Linked DNA regions of Mus musculus: region 2 is linked to region 1. Evidence: chromatin contacts called from public HiChIP or PLAC-seq data. All regions are on one chromosome and are shown on one strand. Each heading gives the region's core, a stretch centred on a gene start, on an enhancer-like site or on the middle of the called end of the contact. The rest is flanking DNA. Distances are from core to core; before and after follow the strand shown.

Evidence for each region. HiChIP or PLAC-seq counts read pairs in DNA pulled down with a chosen protein or histone mark.
Region 2: a contact with region 1 is called in an H3K4me3 HiChIP or PLAC-seq map of the 230-238 cell line, with 8 read pairs. The contact joins two enhancer-like sites. A contact is called at or near these places in 2 of 39 promoter capture datasets (the C10 cell line and pre-B cells) and 1 of 115 datasets of contacts at active chromatin or transcription factors (the 230-238 cell line).

The regions. Positions count from the first base shown.
Region 1 is chrX:38,563,372-38,566,071 of GRCm38.p6, reverse strand. Cul4b (cullin 4B) reads left to right here. Exons shown (of 23, transcript NM_028288.5): 3 at 966-1,139; 4 at 1,864-2,409. Among named protein-coding and RNA genes, the nearest start is that of Cul4b, 11 kb to the left of the region's middle. Within about 2 kb of position 1,316, at least 424 of the 459 cell types and tissues checked have an H3K27ac peak or open chromatin away from gene starts, as enhancers often do. A contact at or near this core is called in the 230-238 cell line, where this site is marked.
Region 2 is chrX:38,217,971-38,220,670 of GRCm38.p6, reverse strand. All of the region lies in intron 7 of Tmem255a (transmembrane protein 255A), which reads left to right. Among named protein-coding and RNA genes, the nearest start is that of Mir3110, 8.9 kb to the right of the region's middle. Within about 2 kb of position 1,355, at least 6 of the 459 cell types and tissues checked have an H3K27ac peak or open chromatin away from gene starts, as enhancers often do. A contact at or near this core is called in the 230-238 cell line, where this site is marked.

The DNA of each region.
Region 1 (2,700 bases), core at 67-2,566:
TCCACACAAGCTGTTTACTGTGCCTGCAGTTACAATGAGCAGTATCTTGGCACTGTAGTTTTGAGTTTGTCTCTCCTTCTGAGAATGCCCTAAGATTAATTATTTTTGTTCTTTTTGAGTGTGTGCAGGCCCAGCCTGGCCTCAAACTAGGTATACTCCAGCCTTAGCCTCCAGAGCACCGGAATGACAGGTATTTGCCAGTGCTGTCTAAAAACTGTCCCGCGGGTTAAGTAAAAAAAAACAAAACAAAAATCCGAGACTTTACAGAGTTTATCGTTGGTAATTTAAATTCCGAGTTATTTATTTATTTTTTTATCAACAATCTTAATTAAAACTTGAGGTCTCATGGAACACACTGGTAGGGAAACAGACTTTTGCCAATAGTGTATCTAAACTGAGAGTTGGTAAATGAAGTGAGTCTGAGCTTTGTTTGGTTTACAGATTACTGATTTGATAGGGTGGGAGGGGTGAACCCTGAAATTGTGCTGGATGAGGCTACATGGCCTTCGAAAGTACCTTTACTCTTGCCAGTAATCTTAGAAAATGCTCTCGGTAGGAAGGTAACAGAATGTCCGTCCAGCTGTTCTTATTGAGGCAATCAAAATGCGGGCCCTGTGGGATGTTGTGTTACAGAGAAAAATGAGAGATTGTGTTGCTGCACTGAGTAAAAAACTTTCCTCCTAGCTAAGCCCTCTCCGCTCCCTGATCATAGCGATAGTCCTCTCTAGCAGGGGGCATGCTTAAGTTTCCTCTTACTTCAGCTTCTTCCCGTGGCCTTGCAACTCCTTAGTCCTTCATCTTGGTAAAGTTTCCCTTCGCCTTACTTTTCTTCCCACCCTCTTCTTTTCCCCAGATAGTTTACCCCGCCCCTAGCCTGCACCACCTACTCTGCCTCACCGGAGGCTTCCCGCTTCTTCTCCCGCCCCCCCGCCCCCCAACCAACCCTATCTGCCCGCCCTCCGCAGGTTCGGAAACCTCCAATCAAGAGCGCCGAAGGTGTCGCCAAGGTCCGCCCCGCCCTCCCTATCCACCTCTTTTACCCCCCGTGTTCCCTCCCCCAACCCCCCCACCTCAAGTCCGGCGGACCCGGGGGCTTCAGGATCTGGGAGCTATGAAAAGTGTCTGCCCAGGCACTTCCGGTAAGAGCGATGTGGCGCGAAGCTCCCCGCGGGACCCTTAAGGATCGGGTGGCCGACGGTGAGGGAGCCCGGTGGGGAGGGTGCCGGCAGGGAAGGGGTGCGGGAACCGGACCCCGAGTGAGCTGCCCGGAGTGAGCGTTCCGGGCGCTTCCAGCCGCCCCACGGTGAGTCGGCGCCCCCGCCTCCCAGGCCGCTCGGGTCCTCCTCTCCACCCCCCACTCCGCGAGGGTGACGCCGCCTCTCCACGGGCGCCGCGTGACCGGAAGTGGCGCCATCTTTAGCCTCTTGTGCTATTGACAATAACAAGCCTTGGCTCGCTCCCCCTCCCCCTCCAGCCCTGCAGCTCCCCTCCCTGAGAGAGGGAGAAAAGGAGGAGGAGCTGCAAGCTTCACTGGCTCCCTCTCCCCAGTCGCGCCTGCGGAAAGTGGGGAAGAGGGGACGAAAGCAGGGGAGGGGGGACGGCAGGGCTGTTTACCTGTCTGCCTCCTTCACCCCCCCACCCCCCGTTCTGTTCACTGCCGGTGTCAGCCTATCCGCCTTCCCAAGCCCTCCCATTCCCCCGGTGTGCCCCCCCCCCCACTTTCCTCCTCGTCCTCTGTGCTTCTCCTCTTCCTTCCCTTCCCCCTCCAGCATTGCCACCTCTCCTACAAGCACGCAGGCACATAAACGTAGGCTTTTGATGCTCCTCTGCCTGTTGACCCCGCTATTTTCATGTTTCCAACAGGTTTTTCTTCCCCCAATCCCTCTGCTGCTTCTGCTGCTGCTCAGGAGGTCAGATCTGCCACTGATGGTAATACCAGCACCACTCCGCCCACCTCTGCCAAGAAGAGAAAGTTAAACAGCAGCAGTAGCAGCAGTAACAGTAGTAACGAGAGAGAAGACTTTGATTCCACCTCTTCCTCTTCCACCCCTCCACAACCCAGAGATTCGGCGTCCCCTTCAACCTCGTCCTTCTGCCTTGGGGTTCCAGTGGCCACTTCCAGCCACGTACCTATACAGAAGAAGCTGCGGTTTGAAGACACCCTGGAGTTTGTAGGGATTGATACGAAAATGGCTGAGGAATCTTCCTCCTCATCTTCCTCATCTTCGCCAACTGCTGCAACCTCACAGCAGCAGCAGCAGCAACAACTTAAAACTAAGAGTATATTAATTTCTTCTGTGGCTTCAGTGCACCATGCAAACGGCCTGGCTAAATCTTCTACCGCGGTCTCTAGCTTTGCTAACAGCAAGCCCGGCTCAGCTAAGAAGTTAGTGATCAAGAACTTTAAAGGTAACCAAGGCCAAAATCCATAATCACCTACTAAGAATTTGACACTTGAGCAGTCACGTGTGTGCTATTTATGTTAATATATTGAACAGTATAGAGGTTGCCTAATGTTTTATGCGTAATCAATGAGTGGAAGGGAGGTCCTGTTTTTGGTGGAGGGTTCTTTCCCGAGGTGTTTGTGTCCTTCCTGTGAAGCATACTCTTTGAGTGTTTCCATCCAATGTTTTTGAGGTCTGTCTCACCCGTTCTAGTTCTATTTGATCTGCTGTTCCTTCCCACATTGACAGTATGGTT
Region 2 (2,700 bases), core at 106-2,605, 350 kb after region 1:
ATTTTCTAGTTCCATCCATTTGCCTGCAAAGTTCAGGATGTCCTTGTTTTTAGTATCTGTGTAGTATTCCATTATGTAAATGAACCACATAAGAAAGGAATTTGTTAAGAAGTTGTACTAAACTGTGGACTTGCACAGGGCAGAGGACATGCTTCCATTTTGTCAGCATAGGGTTAGGCATGACTAAAGAGCTGATGAAAATAGAGGGGCATTTGTTGAAAATCAAAAACAAAATCTTTTCACCAGGAAAAGAAAATATTAGACAAGGCAACGGATATGGGCCATGCTGTTTCTAAAGATCTATAAGCTCCAGAGTAGCTTTAACCTGCCCTGTACCTAGAAGCCCAAGCATCTGTCAATCTACTTTCTCAAGTCTGGGTGGCCAAGATCCCAAGGGCAAAACCAATAGAAAAGGACTTGCTTATGTTTCCATCAGTTCAGAAAACAGCCATAAGACTAAATAGGGGACAGACTTGCAATGAAGAGAAAGCTTTTTCCTTGACCCAGGGGTTTTTGCAGCCAGAGCCAATGGGACTTAAATTGAAGACCTAAATATAGCTGGCAACCAGCATTCTGAGGCTTGGAGACTTTAATTTTGCCGAATGTGTATTTGTTTTCCTCACACGAAGCCTATTTTTAATCAATTGCCAGCTCCTCCAGTCCATTTCCTGGAAAGGAGGCCAAGAAAAAAAAAGTGGGAACAGAAACCATCAGGCAGTCATTTGTACATCGCTACAGAAACAGAGTGTCTACTGTCCCCTCGAACCCGCAGACCTTCACTGACGTCATGGGTGGTGAGGTTTAATACCAAACATAGATTATTCCATTTAGCCTTGTGCAGGAAGATGGCTTTCTCTAGGACACAGCTTCTCTGCGGCAGCCTCTTAGAGCATCTCTGCCTCCCATCTAACTCACTCATCTTTGGAGAGGTCAAGTCAATATCATTGGTTTTTAGCAAGTAACCTAAAGGAAATGGAGTGGTTTGTTTCCTCCGCTGGGAACACAGTGATAGAGGCCAGCTTACTTCCACTCCTCAGCAATTCTAGCAAACCTTTATGACATTCCTACTATGTGCCAGGGGCTATTGTGCTCTTCAGAAACTAAGTGTACCAGAAGGGGAATTTAAAAATAAGGAGAATTGGGGGTAGGGAGAAGGAGGGAGGGAGAGAGGAAAGAGAGGGAGAGACAGAGATAGAGATAGAGAGACAAGACAGAGACAGAGGGGGAGGGGGAAAAAGAGAAGACAAGAGGAGAAGTAATATTGAAGAGCAGAAAGATGCCTTCCTGTTTTCCCCAAGATCAACTGCCATTTCCTGTGTTTAGGCAGTGATTTGAACCCAGGTTTTCTGCTTCATTGGGCCAACCCAGGAAGTGGAGTGCAAGAAGAAACAAGCCTAGTCAATGCCCTGGTTACTCATTCACTGTGTATTAATCTGTGTTCTTCAATCTTTCTAATGCTGTTCTAGGCAGTAAGAGAGACACAAAGAGATGTCCTGTAAGAGATGCCCCTTGCTTTTGAGACGTTACAAGTTGGACAGAGACATCGTAGTGGCCTTGGGCTTGACTGTAGCACAGCACTCAGAGCCGAGCAACCTCTCAATATATATTAGCTTAAATGAAAAACTAACAACAACCAACTGAAAAGGAAAGTCTGTCTGAGGCTGTGAGTGTTTCGGGAAAGTCTAGCGGGTGGGCACTGCGGCCCTTGAGAAGGCCGCGTCAAAGCTTTGAGCCAAAGGCAGGATTTAGACAGGCAGGAAACTGAAGACAGTACCTTCTCGAATCAAAAAAGTAGAACAGTCTTTGAGTAAGCTCCCAGCATTTCTAGTCTGGGCCTGCTAAGAAAAGCAGCCTAGCAAGAATATAGACTCCATTTTTAACCAAAATTATGGCAGATGGAACTTTGGACACATCAGATGGCAGCTTGTGGAAGCTGTTCTGGGATTTGAACTTGGGTCATCAGGTCCGGCAGCAAGTGCCTTTCCCCACTGAACGTTTTCATCAGCTCCGGATCGTTTTGTGTCTCACCTTGCTGATTGTGAAAAGCAGTGAAAAAAATTGAGAAAAATGAATGGCTTTAAGTTTTCAGAAATATTTTAGGAAGCTGAACTGAGCACTGGCAGGGTCTGCCGGGAGGGCCTTGCAGTCTTGGGGGCACAAGGGAAATTTTTTAGGGATTTTTTTTCACAGAAAATGGACCAAATGAAATCATGACTCTTAACCAGAAGCAAACCACATTAATTTGCTAAAAAAGCATACTATAATTAATCATTAACTTTCTTTTGTTTCATGGGTCAGATTTTAAAAATGAAATAGCTGCTGAACCCACTCAAACTGAAACCAACTATACCCTCTGGAAAACTGACTACTTTTTCTTTTTTAAGGTGACTAACTTGTGTATGTGACTTGTTACATGTTAGGCAAATGCTCTACCACTGAGCACAAATCAAGTCACAAATTATTATATACTCTTAAAGGAACGTCTCACGGTTCCTTATTGGGGCATGTGTCCTTACAGCACTAGTGTCTTTAAGCATGTAATTCAAAGGTCTGAAATTATGTTTCCAGATAGTGGCTTTCTTTTTGTTATGGGCTAAAGTACTGCTTTGTACACAGTCTTTTAAATTTTAATGTGTGTGTGTGTGTGTGTGTGTGTGTGTGTGTGTAGAGAGAGAGAGCGAGAGCAAGAGCGAGAGAGTG